Linked DNA regions of Sus scrofa: region 1 is linked to region 2. The links are chromatin contacts, called in public Hi-C maps. All regions are on one chromosome and are shown on one strand. Each heading gives the region's core, a stretch centred on a gene start, on an enhancer-like site or on the middle of the called end of the contact. The rest is flanking DNA. Distances are from core to core; before and after follow the strand shown. Region 1 holds the start of ZNF518A (zinc finger protein 518A). Region 2 holds the start of TCTN3 (tectonic-3).

Region 1 (6,953 bases), core at 4,363-6,862, 330 kb after region 2:
AACAAGTCATTTGTCCTGTGCAGTTTCCTAAAGCTGATAGCTGATTTTATCCCACAGTGTAGTTTAATATGTTCTTCTATATTTCCTGTGAATTGCTAAGATTATTTAGTACTCTTCTGTTCTTCCATAATTTCTGGTTTTCTCTCTCCCTTCTTTTGAAATTAGCAAATGCCCAACATCTTTAATTGCAACCCAAAAGTTATTCATCCTTCCTCCTTGCTAGTTAACTACTATTTTTTTTTTTTTCAGGTGGCAGTTTGCCCATTCCTGGGATGTAAGTCTCATGATTGATTTAAATCAACCACAACAATCCTGTTTTCCCTTTCCATTTCCTTTGTTCTAGGGGAAAGTAGTAAGGAGAAGTTTATTGGAATAGGTTTTTATCCCTGATAAAATAAGATAGGAAAGTTTGCTTCCGTCTTTTAATATTGCTACACTTTTTTTCTTAATGATTTTTTGGTTTTGCTTTATATACTCTCTTTCCTTATCATTTTATTCTTAGCATGTTTATTTTAAATTATTAGTTTTTCTGTTAAAATTATTCTTCTTAGATAGTATATATTGTTTGGTTTGATATCTTTCTGTTAATTTGTCTTTCCACTTGTCTTGGGAGCTTGTACTCCCCTTTCAGGTAATGTAGATGTGGGTCAGGTTGAAAACCAGGCCCTATTTAGCATGTGCCCATTAGTGTGTGTCCCTTGGTGTGAGAGTTTAAGGAGAGAGGAATAAAAGAACCCCAGAGCCAAGAAACCAAGTACCACAAAGGCACTGCTGATCATTCTTGCCAGTCTCCTTATCCCATCACATCATGAGCAACTATTTCCTTTTTTGTTGATTATCCCCAATTCCCAATAATAACTCTTCCTTCTGGAAGTTCCCTCTGGTGCAGCAGATTAAAGATCTGGAGTTGTCACTGCAGTGGCTTGGGTTGCTGTGGTGTAGGTTTGATCTGTGGCCCAGGAACTTCCACATGCCATAGGCTTGGCTAAAAAAAAAAAAAGAAAAAGAAAAAGTTACTGTTTCTACATTCTTTCTTCCCATTAAAGAACTGCTTAGTTTCTCTGAGCAAGAGCAAGATAGGTCAAACATTTCTGAGATTATTTGCTCTTAACAGGTAAGATTTCCAGCACTTTACCATCATCATTAGTGATCATACAATTAGAGTTCAAACTGGGACACTTTTGACTGAAAGAGTGAAAACTAGAGGAAGTAGGTATTAATCAGGTCTTTCTAGGGCAGACTGCGTTGTATGGTCCGTCTATTCAACATTTTTAAGCTTTGGCTCTGAGGGCGAGGGCAGGTCTTTGTATCCCCTGGCCCCTAGTAGGCATTCCAAAATGATTAATGAACTCTGGGTCATTCTTGTAATTTATACTGTAATAATAAGATTTATCTCCTCCATCTCTCTGAGGCCTTCTGAATCTATTCTCATACCAATTCTAGCTGTGATTTTGTGTACCTTCATATTCATCTACATGTTTTCCTCTGTTTTGAACTTCCAATTGAAATCTTTCCATAAATATCTATAAGGTTTTAGAATAAATCTTTTCCTCCTTCTTTGCACTTAATTCTTTCTTCTTGGACAAATTATGCTCTTCCTATTTCTGTATTATACTCTGAAATCCTTTTCCATCTTAGCTCTCCAGGTTTGCCTCACCACCTTGAAGTTTTCTAATATCATCAGGAACAAAGCATGTAAAGCTAAATGAAATGAGTTATTGGTTCTTTTAAATTTCATAATTGTTTCTGATTTATTCCATCAGACATTCCAGGACATACTTTAAGGACCTGTTCTCTAACACTCCCTACTTCAAATGACATGAACATCAGTATTAACACAATTTCAAGACTTCTGGGGCATCATATATAGCAGTATGAAGGCATATGCTTATTTAAAAGAAGTAAAAAATCTGGGCTTGGGGTTTTATTTTTTTTGGAGGAAGGAGTTAGAGAAATTTGCAGGTGCATGTAACTTGGAAATTTTAGCATAATGAGCCAAATAATCTTATCTTACAAGTTCTTAATGTAATTTAGTGATATTAACATGGTACACTGTCACTGGTCTCACAGAAGTTAGGTTTACTCTTAAAAAAAAAACTTTTTACAAAACGTCAGATTAATTTAGGGTAGTATTTAATCTCCAGCAACAACAGAAAGCAAGCAAGAAAGAGGAAAACACTATACTTGAATTCTTTTAAAACTTTAAATAATGAAATGTATTCATATAAGAGTATACAAACTTCCTGTGTGTATATATAAACACACACAAGATTTGGTCTTAAAATAAATATATTTAACTAGCATTCCATTCCTTATTATTTTTCTAAGGCCTTGAGTTAACTATGCCATCTGTTCTCTTGCCTTCAGAATACAGAGATTCTTAGAATTTGATATAACTGGGGATGGGGAGAGGAGTCCTAAAATATTTATGTAAGGCCAATATAATTTATACTAGTTTAACATTTTTTCATGGTTGAATATACTATCCACGGAAAGATTTAAGGAAGAGGGACTATATCTTTAATAAAAACTAAATAAAAATAGCAGCACATCCAAAATCTTGGTCATCTAGGAAGTCTGAGATGTAAGGAAACTGGCAAGGATGCTTACCCTAAAAAATTCCTTATCACCTGTCATAGTGTCTGAAATCCCACCTCTAATTATTCTACTGAATCTTAAAATCTTTCAGATATTCAGGAATATCCCATGGCACTGGTTACTCCACGAGGGATGGATGATGTCTTATCACTAGCACAGTTTCTGGCTCTTAATAAGTGTTCAAGAAAATATCTGCTGAATAAATATTAAATAACAAACATTGCAGAGGACATTGGGAAGGATGATAACTTGAAGCTCACGTTCAACTAACATTTGTTTGACAGGTTGAAAGAGTAACCAACCTATAATTTCTAAACCAAGACATGTGACCACTTAAGCTAGATCACCCAGACTTTTGGTATCTCTATTTTTCCTATTCTAGTTGCACTTGATTATATTTTGGAGGTGGATCTGGACTTGAGAGATCAGCAAAAGGAGAGAATTATTTTAAAGAGGATTATTTTCCAAATTAATATCATTTAATTATTTAATTATGATCATAGCAGTTTTTTTATAATGTTGATATATCCAAATATGACTAAAAAGCATGCTTACATTTTTATAAATGCATATATAAGCTAGTTCTAACTTTATTATGGTATGGTGTTATTTATGAATCAAAGGTGTGAATCCCTAGAGTGAAATGTAATTTCCACTTATATATTAACTATCTTTGTGGGATACAAAATACTCTAGAAACCTTTCTTAAGTTATGTTTCGATATTCTCTTCTTTGTATGCTTTCTCTTTAACTACCCTCTTTCATTCCCTTTTTCTATGCTAACCTTAATGTCCTAAAAAAGGGTAAGAGAATGGCTGGAGGTTGTGTGATACAGATGGAAAAACAAGGTTTGGATTGCTATAAACACCCTCTAATTCTTTCATAACACATATGCAGGTTTGCAAGATTTTGTAGGTGAGTGTGGAGTGTTAAGAATGAAGCTGTAATGTGTGTAGTGCAGAGGAGAGGGATGAAATTTCTTAATGTGAAAAACAAGAATTACATTAAAACACAAAGCAGCTCTGTCCATGTTCCCAGTTATCTTGGCTATTAAAAATAATTCTATCCTCTGCCCTCTGTGGTGAGTCCATTGTCTCACATGCATGGAAACGAAGACTGGAGAGAGAACGATCATGTTTAATGCAAAATAAAATCCATTTTGTAAACACATTCCTATTCTATACTGAAATAACTTTTGGTATTTGTGGAAGATTTCTCCTTGTACGTTTTATACAGGCATACAAGTACAAGCTATATGAGCATATCTAGTGCGTACTACTGCTCATTTGCTTTTTCCAGGAGGAATTGTGTAGAGCAGGAGACAGTGATAAGAAAATTCTATAAAGGCAAAAATGAGGATTCCTCAGTGAACTTTTAATTAAAGGATGGAGAAAATCTTGTGTATGGTTATATGCTGACATTTTCAAAAGCATACTCTAAGACAAAAAATTTTATGATAAACATCTTTAAGGTTTTTTTTTTCAATCACAAACGGCATATATACTTCCTAAGAACAAATGGAACATTAAAAAAATATAAAACAAAAAATCGATCATAGTCCCACTTTTAATAGTTTGGCACCTCCCTCCACTCGTTTTTTTTTGTTGTTTTTTGGCTTTAGTTTCCACCGTAACAACCCCCAACCCCTCACAAGGAAAGTAATTTATGTAGAAGAGTGAGGTCAGTTAATAGGTTTAATCTCAGAAATCCTCTAAAAGCTAGAAGAGCCATACTGGCCCCTGGGGGAAACCTAATCATAGTAATTGACCTCTTTGTCCAGCCCTGTATATGATGTGGGGAAGGATTCTTTTTGATGCGGATGAGAGCCTCCTTTGTTGGAACGATAGTTTTTAGATCAATTATTAAATATGTACATGTTTGTAGTTCAATATGTCTTCCAGAGCTGCAAGTGGCAGCTTCCTTCCTTGACATGGGCTGTAATGGCTGCTAAACCCTGCGTGTAAAGGGCGAGGGGTGGGGGAGACGCCATTTGCAAAGCCGGAAATGATTAAAATCTCAGGGTTGAGACCATTCCCAGTCAGCAAGGGTTTGCCAAGAGCACAGTTCCTGCTTCTGGTGTCTTCTCTGAAGAGCATAGAGTGGAAGTGTGTCTCCCATTCCATTGGCAGTACGCTCCCTCCAGCTGCCGGTGAGCCAAGGGGGAGAGCGAGTCACTGGCGTGGCGGGCACCAGAGAAGCGCGCTAATGTGAGAGGTCAGCGGCAAGCCCAGTTTAGTGGCCTAGTCTCACCAGGGTGAGGCGCGGACCCTGCCGGCCTCCGTCCTCTTCCGCTCGCCTCAGGTGCGGCACGGATCACTCCGCCGCAGCGAGCGCTCCCGGTAGCGCTGCGATCGGCTTTTCGGCAATACCCGGATGGAAGCGTAATGGCCGCCATCAGGGACTCGCGGGCAATGGGGACCACGACAGGTATTCCCCGTGAGCGGGGCCGCCCAGACCTGATAGGAATGTCGGGACGTCTACAAAGCCAGTCAGGGGGCAAAAGGCGAGTTTGTGGGGGCGGCCGGGTGCCCTGAACTCGCTCAGGGCTCCGCCTCTTGTGATAGGAAGCGCCTGTTAAATAGTCCCGGCCATTCAGCGCTTCCGCCTAACTTGTCGCAAAGTTTTTCTAGAGAAGTCGGTCCTTTTACTCGGCGCTCTTGCAGGCTGCTAGAGCTAACCTTCTGCTTATTAGCCCGGGCTTGCATTACGTCGGGGGTTTTCGAGCTCCGCACTCTTCCACAGTCTTGGTGCGGGAGCGGGAGCGCGGCGCAGTGTGCCTCCGCGCGTCCGAGGGGCAGCCGAAGCCCAGAGGAAGGGGCGGATCGGGCGCGGTGTTTGGGACGGAGCGGGGCGCGCGGCGCTCGAAGCACCCACTCGGCGTTCCGGGGCTGGTGGAGACTGCTTGCGCACCCCTCAGACCGCACCCCTCAAGCTGTAGGTTCGCAGGCCCACGGCAGCCCGACTCGACGGCGTCCCCATTGTGGGTCCAGTCTGTGGTCTTTGGAGGTCTTTTTTTTTTTTTTGCAGATATGTTCAGCTCTCTGGCGCGCGCTCTCTTCCCCAGAGTTGGCCGAGGGCGCTCTTCCGTGCAGACCCCAACCACACCCAGTGGCAGATGGGTTTCTTTTTAACTGGCTTTCTTACTTGTAGGGTCCATTTTAAGTCTGTTCTTAACATGATGTCCTCATTGTCAAGTAGACAGTCTATTTCTAGATGGCTGTGGTAATTGAAAATATATAGGGTGAATATATATGAGGTAAAATGTTATAACTCTTTAAGTAGACCAATGAAATAGATATGGTAGCATTAAGGTTCCGAATGCAAAAGTTAAGGTTCAGTTTTCTTTTTAGGTTTAAATTTGGGGGCATGTAGTGTCTGTGAGCTATTTTAGCGAAAACATTTGTTGAGAATGTTTGGATATCAAAACTTAACCCTAGAAAAATAAAATTAAGTCAATGTTTAAAGAATCCATGATAATGTTGAACTTTGTACGGCTGTCACAATGATGAAACATGCCACCAAACTGTACATCTGGATAGGAATTTCATTAACTTTGAGCGTCTATGTTGGTCCTAGTTTACTGATACGGTTGAATTGGTTTTTTTTATGCAGGAAGGAATCTGATTTGAGTGTACTCTAAAGTATTGTCCTCAAGTTGAAGAGATAGAAACCACTTAAATTGATGGAGTGAAATATCCTAACATTTTTCAGAGTTTAACTGCAAATCAAATGAGTTCATTATCTTTTAGCAAAACTGTGTTTTCCTGAAATTCATGAAGACATTGCATTGTATTAACATTTTCAAGGTGTTATCGTTTCATGACAACGATGAACATAGGAGACCATGTTGATTTTTGTTAAAATTGTCATAAATGAGTCCCAGATCTAGAAAATTAACGAAAGGTTGGGAGGGATAAAATGTAGGTATCTAATAACCTGTTTGGTACACCGAAATTTTTCCTTATTGTTGCTGCAAAAGTGAGTATAAATACCAATTTAAAACGTTTCGTCTTTTTTTGAAGGGTGAAAGGACAGCAACACGATGAACATCTACTGTGCACATTGATAATGTATGAGCTTTTAAATGCTTGAGATTTTTATCATCACACTTCAAATCCTCTCCTATTCTCTCTGATAATAGTATAGTATATAGTGATCCCCAAAGTTTTTATATCTTGAAACATTCCATAGGGGATTTGTTTTAACTTAAGTATAAAGGTTGGCTTTAAAATATACTTTAAAAATTCCCTTTTAATGTACTTTTATCATTTGCTTTTCTGTTTGTAATTGTTCTTGTTGAAGCATTGCGTGCTCTAGATCATGTAATACAACTTTTTTTTTTTTTTTTTTTTAAC
Region 2 (6,571 bases), core at 2,639-5,138:
CCTAGCAGCCCCAGCATCACCTGGGAGAATCAGAAATTCAGAATCTTAAGCCACTGTGCAGACTTATTGAATCAGAATGTGCATGTTAACAAGACCTCCAGGTGATGTGTTTGCATATTAGAGATTGAAAAGCCTTGCTCTAGAATAAGTGATGCTCATGTTGCTGGTCTGCAGACTACCCGCTTCCATCTCTGATCTGAAATCTTCACATTTTAAAGCTTTCAGGAGCTGTTTAATATTTCCTTCAGAATTCAAACCTTGGAGACCACATGGAAGAAATACTTATTAAAAAAACTTAGTTATTTCTATCTTTATAAATGAAAGAAAAGTTAAAGTTAAGCCAAAAAAGAAGATAAGCAGAAGTGGCAAATATCCATCTGGATATGTTTTCATGGCTTAAAAGAGTAAGAGAAAGTTAACATTCTGTCTCTTACTTTAGTGCAGGGATATTGATGGTAGTGATGGTAAGCAGGGATAATGCACAGAAGGAGCAGAGGTTAAGGATAAACAGCATTTTTGCCTAAAACTTCTACCATCATACATGGTATATTATACCTCACAGAGCTTAAAGGTATTTAGACTTAGCATGATACAATTTCAGATGTTGAAGGAAGTCTAGAGATCATCTGGCCCAATTACCTTCAGAAATTTGGATCCTGAGAGGTAAATGAGTTGCAAAAGGCCACAGAGCCATCCCTGTGGCAGAGAGCCAGGAGTAGAGATTACAGATCTCCTGATTCCTGGTCTAGGGTTTTTCCTACTCCATCATGTTGTACAGCCTTTATTTTATTTTATTTTTTTGTCTGAGCTGCTCCCATGGCATATGGAGGTTCCCAGGCTAGGGGTCTAATCAGAGCTGTAGTCACCAGCCTACGCCAGAGCCACAGCAATGCGGGATCCGAGCCACATCTGTGACCCACACCACAGCTCATGGCAATGCCAGATCCTTAACCCACTGAGCAAGGCCAGGGATCGAACCGGCAACCTCATGGTTCCTAGTCGGATTTGTTAACCACTGCGCCATGATGGGAACTCCCTGTTGTACAGCCTTTAATTAATACTGTCTAATGATCATTACCAGCAAATGTTAAGTACGGTGGACAAAGATATAGTCCATCCTTTTGGTGCACTGACAATTTACCTAGGGAGATGCAGTGTTCATATAAAATAATAATTCAAAATATCCTATAAGTTCCAAGGTAGTGACTCTCAGGTATTGTTAGGGAAAGAAAGTTCAGAAACAAGGATCCAGAAACAGTGTACAGTATGGCATGGGAGGCAGAAAGGGAGATTAAAAGCAGGAAGCATCACAGTGTGGCTCAGGTCACTGCTGTGGTATAGGTTTGATCCCTGGCCCAGGAACTTCCATTTGCAAAAAAAAAAAAAAGGGAAGGAAGCACCAGTTGCACGCTATTGCAGTATCCCTGGAGCATATCCATAAGGCTAGAACTAAAAGGCAGTGGCAAATAGCAACAACAACAACAACAACAACAACAAAAGACAAAAAGACAAAAGACAAAAAAAAAAAAAAAAAAAGGCAGTGGCGAACTCGGAAAGGTTGAGGCACCTGCGGTCTTATTTTTAAAATGGAGCAATTGCCTTGTTCCTTTTACCTTCTCACCACCTGAATGTCTGCAAGTCTCCTAATAATTGCTTCCAAATTCAAGGCTCCCCAAACCCCAAATTGGCTGTTTTCTGAAACAAGTATTGTTTTGCAATTTTTTTTCTAACAGTCAGATGAAATCAGGATGAGCTGACTTTCGGCAGGTAAGGGACATTTAACTCTATTTTGCGTGAGAACATTATTTTGCACCTTAGACAATAATTTCAAAAAATATATCGGAGTCACATCTTTAGAAAGGTAATAGTCATCATCAGCCAATTTCTAAGTCTATTTAAAAACCTTAATAACAACTAACTACTGATCATTTTTATTGCACTCTACAGCTACAGAGCACTTTCACATTCAAGATTAGGGATATTATTTCTCATTTTGCAGTTGAAGAATAAGTCTGGAAGTGCTAAGGGATTTGTCTAAGTCTGTGCAACTGGTAAGTACATGGAGGGTTGAGACCTAAGTCTAATGCTCTTTCCCCCTATGCTGTTGCTTTGTGAAATAAAAACAAAGTTGATATACATCCACTTGCCAAAGACATTCATTCAAGTATCATTTGGGGCCTCCTATGTCAGACACTGGGGATTCTATCAGTGCCTTCATGGAGATTAGAGCAAGTAGGGGATATAGTGTATCTGCATTATCTGAGCAAAGAGAGATGACTGAAGTTAAAGTTCTGTATGGGTTTTCTGATCCACAGCGAAGAGAGCCTAAGAGATTGCCAATGTTCACTAATAAGAGAAAAAACGGGAGTTCCCGTCGTGGCGCAGTGGTTAACGAATCCGACTAGGAACCATGAGGTTGCGGGTTCGGTCCCTGCCCTTACTCAGTGGGTTAACGATCCGGCGTTGCCGTGAGCTGTGGTGTAGGTTGCAGATGCGGCTCGGATCCCGCGTTGCTGTGGCTCTGGCGTAGGCCGGTGGCTACAGCTCCAATTCAACCCCTAGCCTGGGAACCTCCATATGCCGCGGGGAGCGGCCCAAGAAATAGCAACAACGACAACGACAAAAAAAAAAAAAAGAGAAAAAAGAAGGAGGTAGGGGGACAGACAGAATAAGAGGGAGGATGATAGAGATCCAAAGTGCAAAAAAAAAAAAAAAAGTTTAAAAAACAAGGAAAAGGGAAAAAAAAGGTCAGAGGCTAAGCTCACTCTCAATGTTAGGCAGTAAGAACAGTCAACATATTTCTACTCACAGTTGTTCACATGGACACAAAACTGCTTAATTCCATTTGAATCCATGAAAACTCTTGAAGGAAATGGGGAGTTACTCCTGAAGATAAGAGAGTTGTCTACACACACCCAACTCGAGGACCTGTGAGGGAATGGGAGGGAGAATAGACACATTTAGAAGGTGACCGACCGATGTCATTGCCAAAGAAAGGGCTCCTTGGGCAGCCACAGGACAACATGAAGATCTGATTATTCTACTGGATAGCCCTACTGCAGAGCCTCAGAAGAAGAGGGCGCTCCTGGGAAAAAATAAGGTAGTTCCACTCCTAGGAGTGGAAGTGGGGGCAGGAGGCACAAAGGTTAACAATCCCTAGGTCCAAGTATTACTTATTCTAGGGCTCCAGTCCCCTTTAGGATTCAACCTGAGCATTGCAGCTCACCTCACGCTGCCTGGAAGGCAGAAGGAGAAAACTGTCCTCGGATGGAGAAGATAGCAGTCCTTGTCGCAGCAGCAATTTATATCGCAGGTACCAGGAGTCAAGTCACAGACACAGATCGGTAAGACTACGAAAGTACAACATAAAGCAGAGCGAATGGGCTGAGGATCCCCAAACTCTTCGAAGTGTTAATTCCTCTTCTTTCGACAGCCCCACTCCTTACTTTGTGGCAATGCACTCTGTGCACAGAATTCTGATTCTAAGTCTGTAGTCTCCATCCCCAAATCCTCCCATCCCCCTCACCTGGGAAGACGTCCACGGTCCCATTCCCAGGCGCCGAGGGGGTCACCACATTAGGGCCCACTGTAGAGGTCCCAGGCACGGCCCAGGGAGTTTCAGTCCCCTCTGAGGAGGATTGAAGGGTCCCGCCCTGCGTCCTTGGCCCCACGTTCAAATGGGTAGGCACTGCTCCAGACGGGGACGGAGAAGGCTGAGGCTGGACCCCCTCAGGGATCATCAGGAACAACACCTGCAGTAACGACAGCAGAGAAGCGAACATGGGGGCAGTAGAGCATCAGCAAGCATTTGAGGTGGGCTCAGGCGGTCGCTAGGTGCGTCCCTAGAGCGTGGGGGGGAGGAGTCGCAAGGCGTATGACGTCATCCACAAGCGTTTGCTTATTGGCTCATGGAGATGGCCGAGAGCCTTCAGCCAATAGAAGGCGGCGTTGTTAAAGATCCTCAGCATCTTTCAGTCCGCGTCCTCCTTCTTTGGCCCGGCCCTCCTCTGCCTCTGTCGCTTGGCAACCGCCAAACTGGCGGAGGCGCTCTTGCTTCTTCTCTCCACTGAGTGGCAGTAGGAGTTCAGCCCAGGTCAAGGTACACCCAGTAGGCATACCGCGCAGACCTCAGGGCTCAGAGGGCTGAGACCTTCCTTGATAGAGGGAAGCAACAGAGGCTCGAAGTAGAATTGCGTATCTTTTTCACTTCGGATTATAAAGGTGAGAATCTTTTTCTAAAGAATGATAATGATAATTATCTCTCAGAGAAAAATACACTGAAGATCACATAACTTAAAAAAAAAGTCTCGGGAGTTTCCGTCGTGGTCCAGCGGTTAGCGAACCCGACTAGCATCCATGAGGAGGCGGGTTCCATCCCTGGCGTCGCTTGGTGGTTTAAAGATCCGGCGTTTCAGTGAGCTGTGGTGTAGGTCGCAGATGCGGCTGGGATCCAGAGTTGCTATGGCTGCGGTGTAGGCCGGAGGCTGCAGTTCTGATTGGACCCCTAGCTTGGGAACCTCCATATGGCGCTGTTGCGGCCCCCAAAACCAAAAACCAAAAAAAGAAGTCCCATCTAAGTATAATATTTTCGAGTAAATATATTAGAAAGATACAGTTCCTTAAATTTTAACAATGAGATTTTTTTTTTTTTTAAATGGTCAATGGATGAAGAAAATTTTATTTTTGCTATTATAAACTTCCATTTATTGTAGCCCTCCTTAGAAAGTTTTGGTTTTTCCCAGGAGTGGTACGCCTCTTCTGATTCTCTACAGCAGAACTTTATGCAGTGTGGGAAATGTTATCATGTTCTACACTGTTCAGTATGGAAGTCATAGACTATATGTTCTTGCCTTGTGCTTGAAATGTGGTTAATGTGACTGAGGATCTGAATTATTAAATTTTAATTAATTCAAAGTAAAATAACTTCATGTGACTCATAGCTAGCGTATTGGATAGTACAACTCTAGGGTATCAAAATCTTGCTCCTGCTGGATCAGGTATTTTTCTCAGTCTGCACAGTCCTGCTATCTGGGTTATTTCAATTGCTTGGTTTGGCGGTATCTGTTAAGAGTTATATAAAATCTGATACACATATCCAAAATCTAGCCAATACCTCCTTTTCTAAGTGAATCACTTGAGCAGATAAATTTTAGGACCCTGCCAATGCTCACATTCTCTGACATGATGTTGATGTTCTCATGTTTTGAAGTAGCTAAATATATCTCTGTTATAAATGTTCTCAAACATATTTTTATGTGATTGTGTGGTGGACTGCTGTAAGAGATACCTATATTTGTGTTTAGGCATAAAATATTTATCTACCTTTTTAGTAATTGCTGTAGGAAAAGGTCAAGTTCCTATTATTCCAAATATATGTATTTACTAGAATATAAGCTGCACAAAACAGAGGGTTTTGTCTGTTTTGTTCTCTGTATCTCATGCTTAGAACGGTACCCAGGACTTGCTAGATATGCATTAAATATTTTTAAAAAGACTGTTTCGGAGTTCCCGTCGTGGCACAGTGGTTAACGAATCCTACTAGGAACCATGAGGTTGCGGGTTCGGTCCCTGCCCTTGCTCAGTGGGTTAACGATCCGGCGTTGCCGTGAGCTGTGGTGTAGGTTGCAGACGCGGCTCGGATCCCGCGTTGCTGTGCCTCTGGCGTAGGCCGGTGGCTACAGCTCCAATTCAACCCCTAGCCTGGGAACCTCCATATGCCCCGGGAGCGGCCCAAGAAATAGCAACAACAACAACAACAACAACAACAACAACAACAAAAGACAAAAAAAAAAAAAAAAGACTGTTTCATTGAACTCTTTAGATTTAACTCATGAATATTTAATTAACTTATTTTTAGACACACAATGCATTTTTATTATAGAAAGAAGTATAAGTAAAAAGATCATATCACTTAGTCCCACTGTTCACTTAACCAATTCACATCTAGTTTTATCTTTCCAGATTATTTTTGGTACACATACACAGGTATAAATATTTTTATGAAAATAAGATCATACTATGAATACCTGTCTATATCTTATTTGATATGTCTATATCATTAATACTGCATAGCATATCCTGCTGGATAGATACACCAAAACTTACTTAATTCCCTGTCAATGGACATTTTTGTCTAATCTTAAGACAATGTAAATGAGACCTAAAACAACATCTTTGTATGTGTCTAGCATAATTATTTCCTTAGGATAAAGTCCTAGAAATGGAATTTCAAGGTCTAAGAGATTATGAATGTTTTTAAGGCTTTCCAACATTGTCTTTAAGCTGTATCCAATATATCTTGCTTCCAAACAAATTCCTCTGTGTAGCCAGTGCCCAATCCACAGCTTTCAGCACAGGTGAAGACAGCCAGGACGGCCCAATCAACACTCCTGCTCAGCCTGTCAGCCTTCAGGTAGTTGGGAGCAGCTGAGGCATGACCTGGAATTCAAATATTCTCTTACCACCACAGGGGCAGTCTGGAATATCCTTTTCTTGAGGGATATTTTCACTGGAGATCCAGATGGGGGCAACCCCTCTGCCATATCTGAGAATCTGTTCTGGTTCAATGGAT

What was found. Hi-C and Micro-C count contacts between places; a contact is called where the count stands out from the background.
Region 1: a Hi-C map of embryonic fibroblasts shows a contact between it and region 2, with 1.6 times the contacts expected there. The contact joins the promoter of ZNF518A here to the promoter of TCTN3 in region 2. A contact is called at or near these places in 1 of 5 promoter capture datasets (fetal liver) and 2 of 47 Hi-C or Micro-C datasets (embryonic fibroblasts and heart right ventricle).

Annotation. Positions count from the first base shown.
Region 1 is chr14:107,585,994-107,592,946 of Sscrofa11.1, forward strand. ZNF518A (zinc finger protein 518A) reads left to right here and starts at 5,613. Exons shown (of 6, transcript XR_002338946.1): 1 at 5,613-6,953.
Region 2 is chr14:107,259,476-107,266,046 of Sscrofa11.1, forward strand. TCTN3 (tectonic-3) reads right to left here and starts at 3,889. Exons shown (of 14, transcript XM_021074244.1): 1 at 3,527-3,889; 2 at 3,227-3,350; 3 at 2,810-2,928. The coding sequence starts at 3,782. It also overlaps a transcript of ENTPD1 not described here and the pseudogene LOC100153551.